Linked DNA regions of Macaca mulatta: region 1 is linked to region 2. The links are chromatin contacts, called in public Hi-C maps. All regions are on one chromosome and are shown on one strand. Each heading gives the region's core, a stretch centred on a gene start, on an enhancer-like site or on the middle of the called end of the contact. The rest is flanking DNA. Distances are from core to core; before and after follow the strand shown. Region 1 holds the start of SOAT1 (sterol O-acyltransferase 1). Region 2 holds the start of TOR3A (torsin family 3 member A).

Region 1 (4,825 bases), core at 862-3,361, 200 kb after region 2:
CACTATGCTGCTCAGGCTGGTCTTGTACTCCTGGCCTCAAAGTGATCCTCCTGCCTCAGTCTCCCAAAGTGCTGGGATTATAGGCTTGAGCCACCTGTTTGTTTCCTTTCATACCTAGTCCTGCAGAACATAAGCCTCTAAGTGCAGGGGTTTCTTCTGTTTATTCACTGTTGTATTTCTAGCACCAAGAATACTATCAATATTTTTTGAATGAATGAATCAAACAGTGAAAAAGCGGGTCATCTTGGTGTGTATAAAAGGTAGCGAACAGAATCCCAACAGAAATGAGTCCCTATGTTCCTACTGCTCTATAACTAGTGGGAGTAGGGAGGGGAAGCAGCTGGGGTCTACCAGACCCTGTCACCAACTAGTTGGCACACGTGGCAATCACAGTTGTAGAAGAGGCCAAATGGAGCACTTCTGCCAATGACAGCCAGTACTAAACTCGACTGGACACTGAGGGCCAGTTCTGCTTTGAGTGAACAGTGCAGCCTGCTGGGTGGCCAAGGGAACGTGTACAAATCCACTTTGTTTAAAGGACCACAGAAGTAGTCAGTTCTGTTAAACCTCATCTATTTCTTCGGGGATTTTTGTCCTGGGGAGGAGTGGGGAAGAAGCAATTAGTCAGGCCAGGCTAGCCGGTATTAGTTTGCAGGCTGCGAGTGCAACTCTTCAGTCTCTGTTCCTCTCATCATTGCCTTTTCACCTACCTTTACCCTAATTCACCTACACCTCTGCCTTCACAAAATCCAAGCGATTAACTATTGTATTTAATCTCTGTCCCAAATCTCTCTGCATCATTCTTCTTTTGATTATGAAGTCACGAGGGCCCTTTATTTATTTTATTTAATTTTTAAAAATTTTTTTATTTTTGAGACGGAGTCTTGCTCTGTCGCCCAGGCTGGATGGAGTGCAGCCGCACGATCTTGGCTCACTGCAACCTCCACCTCCCGGGTTCAAGCGATTCTCCTGCCTCAGCCTCCCAAGTAGCTGGGACTACAGGCGCCCACCACCACACCCGGCTAATTTTTTTTGTATTTTTAGTAGAGACGGGGTTTCACCGTGTTAGCCAGGATGGTCTCGATCTCCTGACCTCGTGATCCGCCCGCCTTGGCCTCCCAAAGTGTTGGGATTACAGGTGTGAGCCACCGTGCCCGGCCCTATTTATTTTGTTTTTAAAACTTTTTTTGAGAAGGAGTTTTGCTCTTATTGCCCAGGCTGGAGTGCAATGGCATAATCTAGGCTCACTGCAACCTCCGATTTCCGGGTTCAAGCAATCCTCCTGCCTCAGCTTCCCGAATAGCTGGGATTACAGGCGCGCGCCACGACGCCCGGTAATTTTTTGTATTTAGTAGAGACGGGGTTTCACCATGTTGGTCAGGCTGGTTTCGAACTCCTAACCTCAGGTGACCCAGCCACCTCAGCCTCCCAAAGTGTTGGGATTACAGGAGTGAGTCACCGCGCCCGGCCTCAAGGGCCCTTAAATATTACTTAGTTGTCCCATTATTTGGTGTGTTTTATTATTTGGTGCAGGTTTTGTCCCCTTACCTAGTTTGAATGTTGCTGAAGGACGCTGCTTTTCAAAGCCTAAGGAATCTCCTGATAAAGCACGAATCTTGGTGTGTAGATAAGTCAGCGATTCTTGCTTCTGGCTAGTTCTACGTTGTTCCTGGATGGTGAGTTCAAACTGCAATGATCCACAGCTTCAGAAGTGGCTTATTCCAGTCGGCCTAGGAGCCAAACGACCCCGCAGCTCCATGCTACCACGCAGGATGCCGTTTCGGACTTGCAGGGAGTTGTCGCAGTCCGGTTTTGGCTTCACCTTCTACAGCTAGGGTGGAAGTGTCAAGCAAGATGTTGTCGCTGGTGTCATGATGTCCAGGTGAGAAGCTTACCTGGCAGGCTGCCAGGGCCAGCTAAGAGGGCTGGCGCCGGGAACCCGCGCGCCCGGGAAGGGGCGGGGAGGTGGGCGGAGCCTGGCAACCTCGGGACCACCAATAGGATGCTCAGCCGGAGCTGGCCCTGCGCGTGACGCAGCGGAGCTCGGAGGCAGGGGGCGTAGGGGCCGGGCTGTCCGGCGCTTTATCTTTCTCTGCCGCCCAGCAGGCGACGTTGCGGGCGCTGGGCGCCAGGAGAGGTTCCCGGAGCCGACCTTCCGGCTGGCCGCTCTGTGACTGCTTCCCGGCTCTGCCCTCTTGGCTGAAGTCCCCGCTGCCGGGCGCGGGCCTCAGGTAACGGTGGTGCTCCCGCGCCTCTCCTCGCTTCCCGCTTGGATCCACCGGCCTCAGCCCGCGGGGAAGCGGTGGCGGCAGCAGCTCCGACTCGGCCTTGTCCTGGGCTGTGCTGGGGCGAAGGCGAGACTCGGCGAGTGCAGGGGAGTTGGGGAGGAGAGGGCGGGAAAGTTACCGTGAGGCGCCCGGGTTACGGGAAGCCTTTTAAACCCTGCACGCTGGTTTGGTATTCCCGAAATCTCGTGGCATCTCTCAAGTCGGTAGTAAAGAAAGTTAGGAATTGGAAGACGTTTTATTCTTTAAAAAGCGAAACCAAAAATGCACTCAGGAAGTCAGCTTTTTAATGATTTAGAGAAAATGTGTGAAGGGAAGGATGGCATTAGCAAGACATGAAAATCTGTATGGGCACCAGAACCTTTAATCAAGCTCATGTTTTATTTTAAAATATTAGGATGTACTGAAGTTTCTGTTTTCCCTAAGTGTTAATGGCCATGTAATTTAAATAATATGTATATTGAACGACCATCTCTAAGTGAGAAACAACTATATAAACTTTATTCTCTGTATTTATATATAGGTTAAGTTCGTTGGTCACTTATTTTTGTTTGAGACGGAGTCTTGCTCTGTCGCCAGGCTAGAGTGCAGTGGCGCAATCTCGGCTTACTGCAACCTCCGCTTCCCGGGTTCAAGCGATTCTCCTGCCTCAGCCTCCCGAGTAGCTGGGATTACAGGCGTGCGCCACCACGCCCAGGTAATTTTTGTAGTTTTAGTAGAGACGGGGGTTCACCATGTAGGACCAGGCTGGTCTCGAACTCCTGACCTCAAGTGATCCGCCCGCTTCGGCCTCCCAAAGTGCTGGAATTACAGGCGTGAGCCACCGCACTTGGCCTGTTGGTCACTTTTTAATGTTTAAGTGACTGCCACCTATTTAAACTTTTTTTTTTTTTTCCAGCGTACTTGATTTCCTCTTCCTTGAAGTAGAATTCAGTTTGAAGCTTTTTGTGTGTGTGTACCTTTTAAAAGTTGGGCGGTGTCAGTGAATGACTTGTTAAGGAAGTCTGTGTGTTGTCTGGGTGTGAGAATCGGTTTTGGAAGGAGGTCTGTGGCATTGAATTGTCGTTTAGAAATGCACGTGTTTTAGTGAATCATGTGCTAAGAACCCCTCTGAGGTTTCGCAATCTTTTAGGATAAAGACCTACTGAGTGAGCACACTCTTTCTATCTCTGGTTCATTTGGCCCACTTTCCTTCTGACTTTCCAGGTTCGTGCCACACTGGCTTTATTTTTGTTACTGGAAAGCTACATTTTCTTTCCTATCTCCTGGCTTTTGGGAGTTTCCTCCACCTCTAATGCTATATTCTCTCCCTCCCTCCAACTCTTATACCTGCCTCATGTATCAGCCCACATATCGCTTCCTTTGGAAATCACCCCATCCCCATTAAGCCCTCCACGAACTCTTTATTCTCCTTAGCAGAAGTTGATCATTAATTGTAATGAATTAGTTGCTTTGTTCCTCTGCTAGTACATTTCATGAAGGCTGGTTTAGCCTATCTGTTAATTCTCAGGGTTGGCCCAATGAAAGAATCAGTAAGTTGGTAGACAGAGGAAGGAACTTTTGAATGAGAAATATAGTGATCCCCGCTTAGCCGCTTTCTGTAGTGTCAGCTACCTAAGGTGGGAAACAAGAGTACAATAAGACATTCCAAGAGAGACCAAGTGAATTTTAATACAATACATTGTTAATCTCTTACTATGCCTAACTTACTGAAACTTTGCCTCCCAGGTTCAAATGATTCTCATGCCCCAGCCTCCCAAGTAGCTGGGATTACAGGCGTGTCCCACTATGCTCGGCTAATTTTTTTTTTTTTAAGATGGAGTTTGGCTCTTTGTTGCCCAGGCTGGAGTGCAATGGCGCGATCTCGGCTCACCGCGACCTCCGCCTCCTGGGTTTAGGCAATTCTCCTGCCTCAGCCTCCTGAGTAGCTGTGATTACAAGCGCCTGCCACCACACGTGGCTAATTTTTTTTTCTTTTTTTTTTTTTTTATTGGTAAAGACTGGTCATATCTTACTGATCAGGCTGGTCTTGAACTTCCGACCTCAGGTGATCCCCGGCTCAGCCTCCCAAAATTCTGGGATTACAGGCATGAGCCACCGCACCCAGCTCCCCTGGCTAATTTTTGTATTTTTAGTAGAGACTGAGAGGGTTTCACTGTGTTGGGCAGACTGGTCTCAAACTCCTGACCTCAGGTGATCTGTCTGCCTTGGCCTCCCAAAGTGCTGGGAATACAGGCATGAGCCACTTTGCCTAGCCTGTAGATGAAACTTTATAATAGGTATGTGTAGGAAAAAACAACGTGTATTGGATTCACTGTTATCCACCGTTCTAGGCATCCACTGGGAGTCTTGGACCGTATCCCCCATGGATATGGGAGAACTACTGTATTAACCAGGGAAGAGTCCCTTTTTCCTATGGGAAAAAAAATGGAGAAAGTTTTTAACAAAGACTAGCTAAATTCATTTTTTTAAGAGGATGGCTTTGTTTTGCTTTTTTTTTTTTTTTTTTTTTTGCCACATTGGTTAAGAGATTATACTAA
Region 2 (4,778 bases), core at 1,895-4,394:
TTGTTCCGTTGCAGGCTGGAGTACAATGGCACAATCATAGCTCATCGGCAGTCTCAAACTCCTGAGCTCAAGCAATCCTCCTCCCTCAGCCTCTCAAGTAGCTAGGATTACAGGCGCGCACCACCACATGCAGCTTATTTTTTATTTTTATTTTTGGTAGAGAGACAAGGGATCTAGCCTTATTGCCCAGGCTGGTCTCAAACTCTGGCTTCAAGCGACCCTCCTGCCTCAGCCTCCCAAAGTGCTGGGATTACAGGCATGAGCCACGGCTCCCTGCACAGAAAGACTTTAAAAGTGCAGGTTTTGATTCAGTATGTCTGAGGCCTGAGATTCTGCATTTCTGTCAAGCTCTCCTGGGTGATGCCAGTGCTGGGGTTCTGGAACCACTCTTGAGTAGCACCGTAATGCTTGCTAAAGAATCATAGCTGTCTGTAGTTTTCCCAACAGTCTCTAGATGTCCCCATCATCCACGATACTGCTCCCAGACCTTTAAAATGAGCACAGCCTTCAAGCCCTGAGACCAAAAGGAGTATTTATTGAAATACTCAAGAGACTTGTCTGGAAACTGGTGTTTAGATTTATTGTTTCTACACGGGACTGACTGGTGAAAAACTGTTTACTTCTTTTTTTTTTTTTTTTTTTTTTATAGCGAAAAATGTCAGCCGGGCGTGGTGGCTCACGCCTGTAATCCCAACACTTTGGGAGGCTGAGGCGGGCAGATCACTTGAGGCCAGGAGTTCAACACCAGCCTGGCCAACATGGCAAAACCCCGTCTCTACTAAAAATACAGGAAAAAAAAGAAAATTAGCGGGGCGTGGTGCTGAACGCCTGTAATCCCAGCTACTCAGGAGGCTGAGGCAGAAGAATCGCTTGCACCAGGGAGACAGAGCTTGCAGTGAGCCAAGATTGCACCACTGCACTCCAGCCTGGGTGACAGAGCAGGACTCCGTCTCTAAATAAATAAATAATAAAAATGTCTTGAAATCAAGTCGGTTGTCGAAGAACTTCCCAGCTAACCTACTTTATTTACCATGGGATGCTAAATCCAAGTCAGAACATCTCAGAAATGAGGAGGTAGCCCTACACGAAAGTTCCAAGCAAAGATAATTGTTTCCACAAAATCTTAAAACTTGGATTGTTTTAATAAACAATTGTTACTATTAATTTTTTCACCATAAATTCACTTGTAAACTTCACCAGTATTAACTAAAGCCATCCTCACCTCCTGTGTAGACCACCCAGAGCCTCCTCCAGGGCTGGGTAGATACAAAAATAAAAGTGGCCACATATTGAGTGTTGATGATGTGCTCATTGAATGAGCTCATTTAATCTTCACAGCAGCCCTATGAGGGGACTATTTTATTATCCCTTTTTATAGGTGAGGAAACAGGCATGGGACCGTTCAGTAACACACAGGGTTGCACAAATAGAAAATGGTAATCACTATGATAGACTGCCATTCAGACTGAAGCGACATTTGTTGAGTGAGTTAATTTTTTTTTTTTTTTTTGAGATGGAGTCTTGTGCTGTCACCCAGGCTGGAGTGCAGTGGCACGATCTTGGCTCACTGCAACCTCCGCACCCTGGATTCAAGCCATTCTCCTGCCTCAGCCTCCTGAGTAGCGGGGATTACAGATGCGCGCCATCACACTCCGCTAATTTTTGTATTTTTAGTAGAGACTGGGTTTCGCCATGTTGGCCAGGCTGGTCTCGAGCTCCTGATTTCGGGTGATCCGCCCTCCTCGGCCTTCTAAAGTACTAGGATTACAAGCCTAAGCCACCGCACCCGGCCTAATTTGTTTGGTTTTCCAGTAAGCACTGTGGTGTATGTGCTGTTAATTGTCTCTGGTGGACTCCACAAGCTTAATGTACACAGTGCTGGGCTGGTGCCATGGCTGCTTCTCTGAAAAGTTTTTGACATCACAGCGAATGGCTGAGACACTACGAACATTTTACTTTTCATCTCAACCTTGTGTCCAGCAAAGGTGCTTGTCTAGTTTCTGTAGCTGTTTGAATGAAAGGCGCAAATTTGGTGTGCTGCTGAGAATGGAGCAGACCTGGCACTGGGTGTAATCTAAGAGACGGGGGTGAAGAGATGAGTCAAGTTGCCTGTGACATTTGTGACACAGGGTGCTCAGATTCACCTTGCTGTCTGGAGGGCCCACCCTCAAAGCCACTAAACATGACGACATTAGCCAAGTCCTCTGATCTCTCTAGACAGCAGTTTTCTCCTAAGACAAGATGGCTTTTTGGCCATTGGCTGAAGTAAGCCAGGTGATTTTAAACAATGCATTAAGCTCTTCTGAAATCTAACAGCCTTGTTCCAAGCTGCTCGCTATGGAGAAGAGCGCGCTGAGGGAAAGAGGCCTGTAGTCTTTTGCCAGTGGTGTCGGATGGGCTACTCAGTCCCAGCACTTGAAAGTTGCAAACCTAGTCAAGAAAGTGCACACAGTACTTCACCTTTTTATGAGATATAATTACATTGACATGACGCCTTATGATTTACCCGTGACTCGGGGGGTTTCCAAAATCCAAACACTTCCAGACTGGGGCCCGTCAATCAGCTTCCTCTTGCTTTTCGTGGACTCCCAAACTGTGGAAACCTGCTGGTGTTTTGCTGCGGTTTCATTTCCCTCTGCGGAGGAGCCAGGGCAACCTCGGCCAGACAGGCACCCAGCTGCGCCCTTCTTTCCAGGGCCTCTTCACTCAGCTGACTCTCCTGGCCTGCCTAATGCTCCTGGCTGAGACGGTGTCCCGGCTTCCTCTAACAGGTTGGCGAGAAGTTGATCTGCAAACGCGAGGCAGAGCAGGAGTGTCCTTATTCGGTAGGCCTCTGATGGGCCACCAGGTCCGTCCGAAAGTCCTAGCCGAGTGATTGACAGTGGCCATTTCAAAGCCTGATTTCACCTTTGCAACCACAATCACGACCCAGAATAAACTGCTTCCAGGAAGCCAGTTAGTTGCACCTTGCCTGAAGTCAGTCTCCGGACTGCCTCTCAGGACCCCCGCCAGGGTTTCGGGTTCCCGCCTGGGTCACGTGTACGGAGGCTGCCAGTGCGCACTCAGCCCGGCCCGCCGGTCGCCAGAGCAACACCAATCCCGGGTTCACTCCCGCCTCGGAAGTGCGGTCCCCGCCCGACAGCCCCCGGCTTAAGGGAGCCTGGCTAGGCCGGCAGCCAGAGGGTCCCGCAGCTTGGGGCCGGCCATGCTTCGCGGCTCGTGGCGCCAGCTTTGGCTCTTTCTCCTGTTGTTGCTGCTGCTGCTGCTGCTCCCGGGCGCGCCTGAGCCCCGCGGCACCTCCAGGCCGTGGGAGGGAACCGACGAGCCGGGCTCGGCCTGGGCCTGGCCGGGCTTCCAGCGCCTGCAGGAGCAGCTCAGGGCGGCCGGCGCCCTCTCCAAGCGGTACTGGACGCTCTTCAGCTGCCAGGTGTGGCCGGACGACTGTGACGAGGACGAGGAGGCAGCCGCGAGGCCCCTGGGTAAGACCCCGTCCCCGCGGCCCGCCGTTCGCTGCGGAGCAGAGTGCGATCCGGGCGCGGCTGTGGTCGCCTCGCTCCTGCCCCGGGCGACGTCAGGGCCCGCAGTTCTGCTCCGCTCAGCCGCCGGTACCGGCTGTAGGCGGGGGCAGCCTCCGCGGAGCAGGGAGCCCCATCACCGCTCCGGCCCCACTCGCATCCCCGGTGCCGCCCCCTGCGGCCTGGCTGCCCGTCCCCTGCCGCCCCTCATCCCCGCGCTTTCCAGACTCGCTTGCACCGCCTGTGCCGTCTCCCAGCCCACCCTGGCGTTATTCGAAGGTGCTGCTCTTGACAGCGTCCGCTGTGGACATGCCTGGTGACTGCCGTCTCCCTTGCTGCTTTTGGACGCAGGGCTTGAGGACCGACAGTGGGCTGAGCTGGGGCTGGCAGTTGGAATCTGAGTTCTGGGTGTCGCTCTGTCCCTGACAAATTGTGTGGCAACGTTGCCGCATCACTGTCGAGCTCCGGATGGTCTCCTCTCGGTCTCACAGCTCTTCCTTTTCCAGGCTGGCGCCTTTCCCTGTTGGGCCAGCGGTACTTGGATCTCCTGACCACGTGGTACTGCAGCTTCCAAGACTGCTGCCCCGGTGGGGATTGCAGAATCTCCAACAACTTTACAGGTTGGACCTCGCATGGCTTCAAGGGACTAGGGATCTGTGGGGAGGGGACGCAGTCCAGGGGAAATGGTTAGATGCAAGGGACCTTTCGTCATCCTGTCCAACCTCCCCACAAGCAGGAACTTCTGCCACAGTCTGAGGTTTTGAAGGAGTACCAAATGCTTGAGAGTCAGGGAAGCCCCTTTTTGGCCTCTAGCTTAATAGCCCAGGCAAACTGAGCTGTTTCGTGCATCTTGAGGATCCATGGGAATGCCATGAACACATCACACTCAGCTAAGCTGGGAGGAGGGAACAGGCCCTCATTACCACCGTGTGTCCCCTGTCTAAACAGGTTTTCCTCTGCTCATTTGTCAGCTACCCCCACCATGTCCTCCCGCATCCCTGAGAGCGTTTCCAAGGAGAAGAGAATACCTAATATCTGTTATACATACCAGGCACTGTGCTAAGAGTTTCAAAGGGATTAACTCATAATCCAACATCTCCTTTGATCTCTAGGAGAGTCAGGCCCAGAGCACCTTGTTTCACTCTAAACAGAAACAGGGACCTCTCAGAGGGGCTGGAACTATCCAGTGAGAGAACTGATCAGAAATTCTGGGTTATGATTACAAGTGTCCCTTTCTTTTTTTTTTTTTTTTTTTTTTGAGAC

The links. Hi-C and Micro-C count contacts between places; a contact is called where the count stands out from the background.
Region 1: a Hi-C map of cortical neurons shows a contact between it and region 2, with 5 times the contacts expected there. The contact joins the promoter of SOAT1 here to the promoter of TOR3A in region 2. A contact is called at or near these places in 2 of 14 Hi-C or Micro-C datasets (cortical neurons and fetal cortex germinal zone).

What each region holds. Positions count from the first base shown.
Region 1 is chr1:36,689,620-36,694,444 of T2T-MMU8v2.0, forward strand. It overlaps SOAT1 (sterol O-acyltransferase 1), which reads left to right and starts at 2,112. Exons shown (of 15, transcript XM_078000918.1): 1 at 2,112-2,231. It overlaps LOC144340560 (a long non-coding RNA gene), which reads right to left and starts at 1,978. Exons shown (of 4, transcript XR_013416813.1): 1 at 1,549-1,978.
Region 2 is chr1:36,487,974-36,492,751 of T2T-MMU8v2.0, forward strand. It overlaps TOR3A (torsin family 3 member A), which reads left to right and starts at 3,145. Exons shown (of 6, transcript NM_001265670.1): 1 at 3,145-3,479; 2 at 4,022-4,135. The coding sequence starts at 3,206.